2 separate regions of the Pan troglodytes genome follow, and region 2 is linked to region 1. The links are chromatin contacts, called in public Hi-C maps. All regions are on one chromosome and are shown on one strand. The core of a region is the stretch at or near the end of the contact, and the rest is flanking DNA. Distances in the headings are between cores, read along the strand shown.

Region 1 (6,178 bases), core at 1,822-4,321:
TTTACTGAATGCAAATGAATGGATTTATGTAAATTAACTGTGCAATGAATTTTCCCTAGTCTTATTCAATTAAAAATGTTGATTATAGATTCAGAAGGTGCCAGGCACTGGGCTGGGTGTGGGGACTTCAGCAATGAATAGAATGGGCGTGGTTTCTGGCCTAACGGAACTTAATAGTCTTTTCAAATTGTTTTACAAATGAAGAAACTGAAGTTCGATAGAGGTAACTGCCAAATATTACACAGCCATTGAAGAGCAGGGCTGGAATTTGAATCCAGATCTTCTGATTTTAACTCTGAACTTTTCCCAGCTACTCTCTGCTGGCTTCCATGGTAAGTCAAGTCACTTCCAAAGTCAAGGCCAGAGGCCTGGAGTTCATTACTAAAGAAAAAGGCCGCTGGGACTGGCCATTTGCCTTGGCACTGGGATTTGGAATTGAGTTCATATTTGCTGTTGAATCGTTCCCTTCAGTAATGGGATAGGTTGGAATGGAATGGTAACGAGAGCCCTGTTTGCTCCAGAGGGCCCACTCCCTGTCCTGCCCACCAGCCATAGTGGTTGACCACCCTCTTTAAGCCCCCTATTGATTACAAAGAGTCAATTTCTTTCTGATGCAAGTGGCTGAGCTCAGGGCAGTTAGAGCTGAGCCATGGCCCCTCAAATTACTGCCTTCCGGACTAAATATGTCAGGCAGCCTTCCCGATCGTCCTTGTCATGGACAAAGAGACTGGTTCCGGGCTTGCATCTCCCTGCTTTGGTATCTGATGTGTGTACATTCCTTCCTCATGTGTACCCGCAAGTGGCCCAAGAACCAGGGTGCCCCCCTCTCCAAAGAGCCCCAGCTCTCTGTGAGCCTCTCAGGCCCCATCCTTGGAGGAGGAGGCTGCCAGCAAGACCCATCCAGAGCTTGCGGTTTGCCCTGGCCCTCGATGTGCTGACCCAGCCCACCACAGGGTGGTGGCGCCAGGCCTGGGCTCCTCCTCAACTGGGCAGAGCCATCTGGATGAGTTAAAGAATCATCTTCATCTTGAAAACAGTGGCAACTCCTGTCCTGTGACCCTGAGCCAGGGCAGATTTTGCATCGTCTGCTCTGTTTCATTAAGGACAAGTTTTCAGGGAGCAGATGCTTGAGTTAGAATTGATTCCTTTCTATTGCTCCTGTCACAAAGACAGAAATAAAACATTTAATCTAAGGAAAGTTGGCTTCTCACACAGACTTGTGGATTTGCCCTTTGGAGAAATGTCACTAATGGCATTTTAATCATGCTTTATGTGCCTGGAGACCAGTAATGAGAAGAACTTCTTATTTACCAAAGCAACTGCTAGCCCCTTAATGATGGGCTAAGTATCAGCTACTGGCAGGATATGTAGTGGGGAAGTGCTGTGTAATTACCAGGCAAATTCATCATTATTTCTGTCTTATAAACCAGAATATGTGTTAAATAATACTTTAGGGCCACTGAAGGTAATTATGGAGCCCCATCTCTGTAAGAACATGTAATTATCTTACGGTTGCCCTGTGTTTACTGAGCAAATCTATGCAATTATTATCTAAAGCCCAAATCCTGCCCTCAGAGCCACAAAAGTGCACCCAAGGGCAGGTCTGCCGCATGTGCACCGGGTCACGAAGGACTGGGGCCTCCACTTCCCAAATTTCAGCTTTGCCTTCATCCCTGGACTCAAAAAGCCACAAGTGAGGCTTTGGGAAATGGGTTGTTTCTGTTTTTGCATCTCCCTGCCCCAATCCATCTCAGCCCCTGCACTGGCCTCCCAGTTTTGAGTGCTTAATAGATCCATGGGTCCCCACCACTTGGCATGCTGAGACCTCAGCATCTGGTGACAGTGGGTTCAGCTCAACAGTTCAAGCCTTTTTTAAGGCTCACCTTGTGTCAGGAATGGGGCTGGGCTCTGAAGACAAGGAACTGAACAGGACATGGCCCCTGCTTTAGAGCGCCCAGGTGGGAGGGGCGGACAGGTGTAAGGCATGGTAGGTTTGGCATGGCAGAGACTGCATAGGGTCAAAGTCAAGAGCATGGCCTCTAGAGCCAGATTGCCTGGGCTTCAGATTCACATATGCAAAATGGGGTTATCAGAGGGCTTTCATCATAGACCATTTTGTATTACGTTCAGCCAGTGCTTAGAATGGTCAGTGCTTAGAACTCAGCTGATGCAAGTGGCTGAGCCCAGGGCAGTTAGAGCCATGGGCCCTTAAATTACTGCCTTCAGGACTAAATATGTCAGGCAGCTTTCCTGAGGGCCCTTGTCAAAGACAAGGGGCTGATGATTCTGGGCTTGCATCTCCCTAGTTCAGTATCTGATGAGTGTGGCACAGCCAGGTTATGTGGTACACAGTTTGCTATTATTATAATGTGGTAAACATGGGTAGAAAGCCCATCCAAACTGTTCAGCACTCAAAGGCCACCATGAGATAAAACCTTCCCTGCTCCTGCCCAAGAGAAGCCTTCTCTTTCTGCTCCGAGCTGACGGAGCACCTCATCCCAGAAGTCTCTTAGGCTGTTAGCCTTTTCTAGCAGGCACTGTGTTAACTGATGTTGATCTCTGACCTCCCTTATGGAGCTGTTTGAGTTCTGGGTCTGAGCTTTATTCATCTTTATGTCCCTAACACCAAGCGTAGGGCCAGAGGCACAGTAGGCACTCATGACATGTTTGTTGAATGAATAGCAGTCACTCAATAAACACTCCTTAAAAAAAAGGGATCCTTTCGAAGGCCTATTTGACCACGTGGCCAAGGCAGTGAGCCAAAACCACAGATTTTACTTTGTTTTCACTAATGTGGGTACATGTGGGGGAACTGGGTTTTGAAAGGCTTGCAGAAGAGATTTCTTTACCACTCAGATGGGTGAACAAAAAGCTAATTAATTAAAAACAAAGAAAGGCCCTAAGCAGTAGGCTTCTTTCTGCTCACTTGGTATTGATGGGTTGACATTTGACCATGAGGTTGGGTCTCTGAGCAGGAACCCAGATTCTTTTTTCCAGCAACCCCAGGCCTGAGCTGGCCCTGGTGAGCTATGGAGCTGAAAGCAGTATTGTTAACGGCTTTTGTACAGGAGGTCTTCCAGCTGGTCCCGGGTCACCACGCTTCACTGTTTGCGTGCGTGTTCTTAAGCTGGGGCCCTTAGTATTAGCAAAAGATTAGATTTTTCTTTCTTCATCACCAACTGTTCCTCTCCCACCCGCTTCCCCCACATCCTCCATCCTTTTCATTCCTGCAGTCTCAGAATCTCTCTTGGTGAATGTTAATGAGGCTGAACACAGGCTGGGAGGTCAGTGCCCTGTGCTTCTTCTGGAAGGCGTCCTGTCTCTGGTAGATTCTCAAATTTGATAATAGAAACAATAACTAAATAGATATATTTACCATTTCAAATAACTTTCCCACACCTTTTATCTTTTAGTCTGACCAAGAAGACTATGTGGCAGGCATTTCTATTAGTCCCATTTTATACTTAAGAAATGTAAGGCTCAGCGTGGTAAGTGATGTGTGCATTACACAACCAGGGGATGCTAGAAGAGCATTTTCTACCTTCTAACTCTGTTCTTTCTACTACACCACACTGCCTGTGATGCTCTGAAAGACACAGAAAAGCCTACCTATTAGCTATTAGGCTAAGGACATTTTAAATGAAATGCAGTTCCAGTTGTAAGCACACATTGTCATGGCATTTTAGAACTTTGTGAATGATAGCATCTGGTCATTTCTTGGGTTTGACAGTAGGCTACATGAGGGTGAGCTGGAGGTCAGTAAGAAGCACATTAACACAAAAGCTAAATGTCTACAAAGTGATTCACCCAACTCCAGTCCATTCCACTCAACCAAAGAACATTCCGAGGCTAGTATGTGCTCAGCTGGGCTGCTCCAGGCTGAGGAGAGGAGCTGCAAAAAATATGATTTTCATGCTCCTAAAAGAGCTTTCAGTCTTGTTGGAGAAGCAAGATGAACAATACCTGACAGAAAGAATCATATCCAATGAGTGCTTTAGAAAATATTGCCAAGGCACTGAGAAAGAAATGAGGATGGAAGTAGGCATAGAAGGATGGTCAATATTGGCATGGGGACAAAGTTGTGGCTTGACCAACTAGCAAGAAACTCAAACTTACAGAGCCCTGTGTTTATGTAAACTGTGATATGGATAATAATGACAACCATACGCAAATAAAAATGAACATTTATTAAGTGCTTACTCTATGTCAGGACCTAAGAGTTTTGCGTATACTAACTCACATAATCGGCATGCTAGCCCTGTCTTGTAGATATTCTTTTTATTCCTTTAATGAATGATGAAATAAAGGCTCAGAGAAGTTAAATTGAATACCCAGCTAGTATGCATTGGAACACAGGGAATTTGGCTCCAGAGCTCAAGTTCTTAAACACTGTCTGTCTGATAGTTTGGAATAAGCATGAACGGTTCACATGAAGTAAAGTCTGCTGTACGCTAGACTCATTCATTTTATATTGCTCATTCATGTGCTGTTGCTTTAAATGTATGTTGCCCAGAGATAAGCCGGGGGCCTTTTGATCTTTGATGTATTTGCATGGCATCAAAATCAACGCGAAACACAGCTTAACAACCAACAATTTTTTTTTTTTTTGAAATGGAGTCTTGCTCTGTTGCCCAGGCTGGAGTGCAATGGTGCGATCTCGGCTTATTGCAACCTCCACCTCCCGGGTTCAAGCGATTTTCCTGCATTAGCATCCTGAGTAGCTGGGATTACAGGGGCCCACCACCTCCGGCTAATTTTTGTATTTTTAGTAGAGACTGGGTTTTGCCATGTTGGTCAGGCTGGCCTCAAACTCCTGACCTCAGGTGTCCCACTCACCTCGGCTCCCCAAAGTGCTGGGACTACAGACCTGAGCCACCGCGCCCAGCCAACAACCAACATTTCTTAAAAGCTATTTCAATCCTCTACTTGCATCTCTTAAAGATATTACAGGAAATTCAGTTTGTAAATTTCAGTAAATTTCTTAAAATCCTCTTTTACCATTTCCATCACTTTAGATGCCTCCTTAATTTTGCAGCTGTCCCCAAACCCTTTTTTTAATTTACTTGTTCTCAGCTTTCTACCGAAACCTCTGCTAAAACCCAAGCCACACTGCTCTTGGCTTTTCCCTCCTTCTTTCCATCCTTTGGGGTCTCTGCTTTCCTTTTCTTCCTAATAGCTCTTTCTCTAACAGCAAATAAAAACATGTATTTGCTCCTATTTCTTATTTTCTTACCCCACTGATTATCCTGACCCACCTAATAATTTCCAGGAACTCAACTGAAAGACTGAAAATATATCTTAGAAAAGAAGGAGAAGATGACAAATGGCCATAGTTAGAATTTTCCTGATGAAGGAGGGGTTGTAGAATGAGGGGGAATGGGAGCATTTCATTGCATTTTCTTTGTCTCTTTTCCCATCACAAGTGTGTTGACTCCAAAGCCTATTGCTATGTTCTGGGGATAAGAAGATGAGTAAGAAATGGCCCCTGCCTTCAAAGCAAAGCTCATTCAGTGGGGGAAACTAACAAATAAAGAGACAAATACCACACTGCGGCTGGGCGCAGCGGCTCACGCCTGTAATCTCACCACTTTGGAAGGCCAAGGCAGGTGGATCGCTTGAGGTCAGGAGTTTAAGACCAGCCTGGCCAACATGGTGAAACTCTCTCTCTACTAAAAATAAAAAAATTAGCTAGGCGTGGTGGTGCGCACCTGTAGTCCCAGCTACTAGGAAAGTTGAGATGGGAGAATTGCTTGAATCCAGGAGGTGGAGGTTGCAGTGAGCCCAGATTACACCACTGTACTCCAGACTGAGTGACAGAGTGAGACTCCATTTCAAACAAAAACAAGAACACCACACTGTACTTCACACTAAAAGTAAACACAAGGGCTATAGGTGCACACAGAAGGGGCCAGGGAAGCCTTTGTGGAGAAAGAGATGCCGATTATTGAAGCTAATGGACCAACACAACAAGACTAAAATTTGGATTCCCTTAGAAGGAAGCCTGGTATTTTTCCGGAGGAACGAGCAACAACATGGATTTTATCACTTTTCCCAGAAGGAGAGCATAAGTAGTGCTCAACACACATTTGATAAATGAATGAAAATGGCTTAGTGGTTAGGAGTTTGCCTAATGCCCCACAGCCCTGATCTTAAGTCCTCTACTGTTCAAAATAGAATC
Region 2 (6,183 bases), core at 1,449-3,948, 160 kb before region 1:
TGGTTCCAATTATAAACGTGGTAGGAATTCAGTCTGGAGAGGAACTCCCAGTGCCTGGGCACGACTGTGTGCTAGGCATTGTACTGGGTGTTTTTCATCCTTCCCATTTAAGGAGACGGAGCATGGCATATATGGAAGGAGAAGGGGGAGCTTTGGAACTGGACAGGTAGGGTTTAAATCCTGGTCCTGCCATTTACAAACTGTGTAACCTCTGGGAAATTACTTAACCTTTCTGATACGGTTTCTTCAATTGAAAATAGGGATTGTAAACAGCTACTTTACAGAGGAGGGTTTACTGTCATAAAACAGTACCAGCCTATGGTAGATGATGCTATTGATTCAATAGATACTGATGAAGTCCCACATATCTGGGAGTAACACTATCAGCCAGAATAAGCCAGGTTATGCTGCTTTAACAAATCCCACTGACTTAAGTGAAGTTTAGTATTTGCTGACACTACTTTTCCAATGCAGATTGGCTGAGATTTTCTGCCATCTTTACACAGAGACTCAGGCTGGCTTGGGGAGGCTCCAACTTTGTACCACCATGATTGTCAAGATAGGAAAAAGAAGACACGGGGATTTGCTCACTGGATCCTAAAGGTTCCAGGTGAAAGCAACACAGTCACTTCTGCTCTCATTCCATTGGCCTAAGCAAGTCCTATGGGCTCATCTAACTTCAAGAGGATGGGGTAGTGGATTTCTACCACATCGCAGGGGAGGGAAAGAAGTAGAAAATATTTTAAAATACTACTGTAGACACAATGTATTTATCTCTACAATAGATCTGCTAATCCATATCTTAAAGAGAAAACCGAAGCTCTGAGAGGTTATGTCATTTGACCAAGGCCACACAGCCAATCCTCTGGGAAGCCAGGACTCAACCTGCATGCCACTCATCCTGACTGTTGGATCTATAGGCACAACGTCCACAAACTTTGGATAGAAGCAGAACAGTTACAGGATGGGGGGCAGGGAGGCCCTGCAAATGCGGTGGACAGAATAGGAATTGAATAGGCATGATGCGCCTTTGTGTTTGTGTTCTGTGATTGCTCCTGGGGAAGGGAAGAAGGGGCAGGGGAGTTTGTGTGAAATATCAGTAGAAGAAAAGTTTGGACAGGTAAGAATATCACGCGTCAGAGTACAGCAGAGACACGTGTGGAGGATGAGGGCAGTGTTTCAGGCCATTACTCTGGCAGCAGTGAGGAGGCTCCCGGGGAGGGTTGGGGAGAGCGGGCTGTTGCAGGAGTCCGGGGTAAGGTGACCAGGGGCAGACAGCAATGAAGGCGGCGGGAATGTAGAGGAAGGGCTGGACCTGAGAGCTGCAGAGGAGGCCCCAGTGAGGTCCACTGGTGGAAAAGAACCGCCATGCGATCTGCAGAACACCAAACCTTCTTCAGCCTTCACTCTTCCCACCCCAGTCTGGTACATTGCACCACTTGTTAAAAAAAAAAAATTTCCCTAAGATCTCTTTTTCTCTAGCCTTCTTCCTTATTTTTCATGGTCTCTTCTTAGAACGGCGGCAGCCACGCCGCGGTGGGAGGCCCTTCCTGCCTGACCCTTACCGTGCGGGGTACCGTTCCTGTCACCATCGCCAGGATCTGGCCCTTCCAGTGAAAGGAAATCTCCCAAGGCCTAAAGAGGCAAGAGGCCTGCAAATCGCCTCCTGCTCAGCAAACGGGTTGCTCAGCAGGCCCGGGGTCCTGGTCCACCCCAGGTCCCTGGTTTGCCCACCTCCGATGGCGGCCTTCGCTGGCAGGGTGGGCGCCTCTGGGGAGCCAGCTCCGTCCCGGCGCCTTTAGAGCCCCATCTCTTCCACGTCCCTGGCCTTCCTCCCCTTCCAGGCGGCTGTCCCCGCCGGGGTCCAGATGGTGTCGGAGGGCCGGCGGTTCGACGGCGGGCCCGGGGTTCAGCCTCCCGGCCTCCCTCCGTCCCTGACTCTCCTTTCTTCGGAGAGGGCGCGGGGGCCGGGACCAAAGCGCCGCTCTTGGGGTTCTCCTGGACTCGGAGTTGCCCCAGGCGGGCGCAGCTCTGCCCCGCGGGGTGCCAGCCTCGGCGGGCAAGGTCCGTGAGTCACCGCCTGTAACCGAACACCAGGCCTCCCTGCCCCCTCCCCCAGCTCCGGCCGCCAGGCCGCGGCGACACCTACAAGAAAATGAAGGGGCGCCCAGGCCCGCGGCGGCCCCGGCCGTATCGCGAGCAGGTCCCGGCGGCCCCCGGCTCGCGGCGCTCTTTCTTCCCCGGCCCCGGGGCTCGGCCAGCCGCAACCGCCGCCCCGGCGCCAGCAGGAATCCAGGCCGAGCGACCGGCCCCGGAGCCCGAGGCGGCGGAGGGCCCGCGGTAGCTGCGACTGGCGAGCCCGAGAGCGCCCGGGGAGGGGGCGCCCAGCTTGGAATTTCCCGGTCCCTTCCGGCCCAGCGAGGACAAAGCACTCCTGGCCGCCGCCGCCGCCGCCGTGGCCTACGCCGCGCCGCACAAAGGGCGAGTCGCGACACGCTCCCATCCCCCTCCCAGCTCACGGCGGCCCCGGCCCCGGGTGGCTGCAGGGAGGTGGGGGAAGCCCTGGCTGCACCGCCCCTCGCTCCCCCTCCCCTGGGGCCGCGCGAGCGCCGCCCCCGCCCCGTCTGCGCGTCCTCCCGGGGAGGGGTTGGGGGGCGCGGCGCCCCACATAACACTCCCCCTCCTGCGCTGCGAGCCACCCTCTCCCCTCCCTCCTGCAAACACCACCGCCTCCCCTGCCACCGCCGCCACCTCGCCCGACGCTCCACAGCTCGCCGCGGCCGGGGGGCGGTGCGCGGACCGTGCGCGCCGCGGGCGCCAGATGTGCAGTCCCCGCCGCCGCCAGTGACCGAGCCGCAGTCCGAGCGGTATCGGGCCGTCTCCCTGATGCTGCGGGGGCGACCTTGAGCGTACAGCGGCTTCCCTCGGTGGGGACCCCGACACCCCAGCGCTGTGCCCGGTCTTGCCCTCTGTAGCCCGGCTCGCCCCGCGCTTGGACATGGAAGGGGCCGCCGCGCCTGTGGCGGGGGACCGCCCCGACTTGGGGCTGGGGGCGCCGGGCTCTCCCCGAGAGGCGGTGGCGGGGGCGACAGCAGCCCTGGAGCCCAGGAAGCCGCACGGGGTGAAGCGGCATCACCACAAGCACAACTTGAAGCACCGCTACGAGCTGCAGGAGACCCTGGGCAAAGGCACCTACGGCAAAGTCAAGCGGGCCACCGAGAGGTTTTCTGGCCGAGTGGTGAGTGGGGCAATCCTGGAGGGTGCGGGGGGCGCTGGGTGGACGCGGCCGGGGACTGAGGGCGTGCGAGGCGGGGGTCTGTGCGCCCTGGGGGTCTCTTGACAGAGAGGGGGCTCATTGGGAAGCCCCGAGACAGACTCCTCACTCTTTCTCCAGCACCCCGTGACTCAGGCGTGTCTCTGTCCTGAAACACTTGTTACATCCTGTCTGCACATATTTTATTTTATTTTTTGGTTTGTTTTTAAAAATTTAATCCTAGCAGCAAAGGAATGTTTTAGATTTGCAAACACTTTGCAGCGTTGGGACGGCCGGGGTCTCTCTCCCTCGCAGGCACACATTTAGACCATGCCCCGAAACGCCTTATTTCCACAACTCTCCAAAGAACCGCATTCCCAGCTAGGAGCTAGCCCCTCAAGTCCGGTGTTTTGTAGGTGTCCCTACCCCCTTCCACCCATCTGCCCGCAGCTCCTTGCTCTGCATCCTCCCACTCAGACTCTGCATCGCCCTGATACTGCTGTGACTGCAAGGGAGGGCGACTCTTGCCTGTTTTTGAGACAAGGTTAGGGAGCAAAAATAAAGACTACTGCAAGCCTGAGGATTCTAACAGTTTGCATCATGGCTTTGGGAGGACCGAAATGTCCAGGGCATGGGTAGCTACAGAGATAGCTGTGCTTAGTTGCAGCAGGCTCAGTTGTGTTTCAGCTCCTGGTTGCAGGGCTACCAAACCGCTGAAGGGGTCTGGCCCCGCTGCTCTTGTGACAGCTGACACCCTGCCAGGGTCCTGGCACCATTTGCACAGCTCCAAGGAGTGCTTTGAGTGCCTTGGGGTCTGTCTGCCTTGTCCCAGCCTTGGTTTGTTGTTATTTTCACTTCTGCAGAACAGGCCCTTGAAATCCACACTGCTTGTGGCTAGAGAGTTGGGTTCAAAGTGACTGACTCTTGCAGAAAGATTTTGTGTGGTGTGTGGCAGAAAATTAACATGGTTCTTTGATTTGAAGCAGATCAGATGTATTCTAATCGATTTAGGGCCAAAGTCAGAAACTGATTATGGGACTCCTTGTGTGCACTTTTGGGGGTGTTTTGGAGGCTCAGGTTTGCTTATAAACAACAAATGACTGCAGGGAAAAAGGAAAATGAGCTGTCAAATAAAATAGCAGCTTAGTATTGACATGTTTCTTTTGCATTTCGGCAGGAACAGTTCTGTGAAAAAAAATGGGGGTGCCAGTCAGCAAAGTTCAGTCCCCAAATTCTCAAATATCTGGATACCCGGATAACGCCCTCCCAACCCATTTCTCAGATTTGATGTTTGGGTCTATATAACTTCGTCCCATAACGTTATTTTAAAAAAATCTGTTATCAATTAATTGGAAATTTGAGATGGCGTACATTTCTTTTTAAAGCTGGCTCTGTAATAAATTCTACAGCAAGCAAGTAGTTGAGAATTCACTCTGGGCAGGTGCCATTTTCGTAGGATGAAATTGTTAAAGGGGAGGGTTGTAAGGGTGGCCTCTGATGAAGGCAATTTCAGGTTTGTGGAAGAAGAGGCTGGGAAACGTGCACTTCATTCATGCTTTTCTTCTGCGGTGATATTCCCCAGGCTGGATGTTGAATAAGCAAAAACTAAGCTTAGATCCCTGCTCATGTTGTCTTAATAGCTGCTGAAGAATCGCACTGGGAAGGTGGGAAGCAGAATAATGAAAAACAGACGCAGTTCGAGCTGCAGGTTGAGAATGTGAGGCTATGAGGGGTTGTTGAAGTGGTAAGGGTTTGTCTAGGGTCTGTGAAGGGACCCCAAAGTCTAAATGCTGGGGCACTACCTCAGACCTTTCTAACGAACGAACCCTTGTCTTATGGCAGACGCCTTTCTGAGCGTCAGTGGGACTTCCTGTCAGGCGTTCTTGAGCTGTCTGATCCACAGACTAGGTTAGAGTGAAAGGGATTTGCATCAGTAGGCAGGAGTCCGCTTTTCTCTTTTGGGGGATGTCTTTCTCTGTATTTGCAGAAACTGAACATTCCGTCAGGATTTAGTCAAGCGGCCACGAGGGGGCGCCCTGAGAACGAGAGAGGCTTCTTTACCAGCCGCAAATCTGAAGTCCCGCTGTGTTATTGTTCAGCCCTAGTTCATTTTCCCACTGTGCTATTAATTTCAGCTAAATCTCTTGTTTTACCCCAAAATTATGTAAAGATTTTAAATCTGGCAGCAGACCCACGCCCAGAAACTGACAGTCTCTAAAATGCTTCGTTTATTCATGGGGCTGTTTTCTCCTTGATAGCTGAGCTTACAGAATGTTAGCCAGATCCCTGGGTAAAAACCTTGCATAAAACAGATGGGAAAACTGAGGTTTGGGGAAGGAAAGTCCTCCTTGGCCCCCCGTCCTCCCCCTGCTGAGCACACTGCTCACAGATGGTGTTAAGAACTTAAGTGAGAAACAGGAATTGTCAAGTGGAAAATTTCCTGTGACTGGCTGAACAGAAAATAACACCAAACAAACAAAAAATTGGTCAACGAGTTGTTCTTGCCCATACAGTGCCTGGTGACTCAGAACCTGTTAAGAGCAGTAAGACATTTTCATCTAAAATATGAACTTGGAGTTTTCTTCTGGTACCAGCGATGTGCTAAACATTCAGAACATGCTTTGAAGGTGCAGTTGAGGAGAACTGAAAGGGCACTATCTTAATTTAGCCTTTTGATCTTTGGGTAGAATTTTGAAGTGATGTTTTATTTTCATTTGCACCAGTGCCTTTTACATCATCTCTCAAGAGGAGCAGTGGTTCTAACGTGTTTTACTAATGTGAGTGGCCCAAGACAGGTGCCGAGTATGGGGTTGTATGAAATGCTGTGAAATCAACATCCCTGTTGAAAGCAGGGGTTCTTCTCAGAGAGGAGAGAAGTTTCTAAAAAATGAGGATATGGTGGTTTTTAATTGCATACCTGGAAGGACCTT

Evidence for each region. A called contact is a pair of places that touch in the nucleus more often than the background predicts.
Region 2: a Hi-C map of stem cell-derived neural progenitor cells shows a contact between it and region 1, with 4 times the contacts expected there. The contact joins the promoter of NUAK1 here to the enhancer-like site in region 1. A contact is called at or near these places in 1 of 7 Hi-C or Micro-C datasets (stem cell-derived neural progenitor cells) and 1 of 1 datasets of contacts at active chromatin or transcription factors (stem cell-derived excitatory neurons).

What each region holds. Positions count from the first base shown.
Region 1 is chr10:112,790,679-112,796,856 of NHGRI_mPanTro3-v2.0_pri, reverse strand. No RefSeq gene overlaps it. Among named protein-coding and RNA genes, the nearest start is that of NUAK1, 160 kb to the left of the region's middle. Within about 2 kb of position 3,071, at least 3 of the 24 cell types and tissues checked have an H3K27ac peak or open chromatin away from gene starts, as enhancers often do. A contact at or near this core is called in stem cell-derived neural progenitor cells, where this site is marked.
Region 2 is chr10:112,950,649-112,956,831 of NHGRI_mPanTro3-v2.0_pri, reverse strand. It overlaps NUAK1 (NUAK family kinase 1), which reads left to right and starts at 2,698. Exons shown (of 7, transcript XM_001161041.7): 1 at 2,698-3,238. The coding sequence starts at 2,999.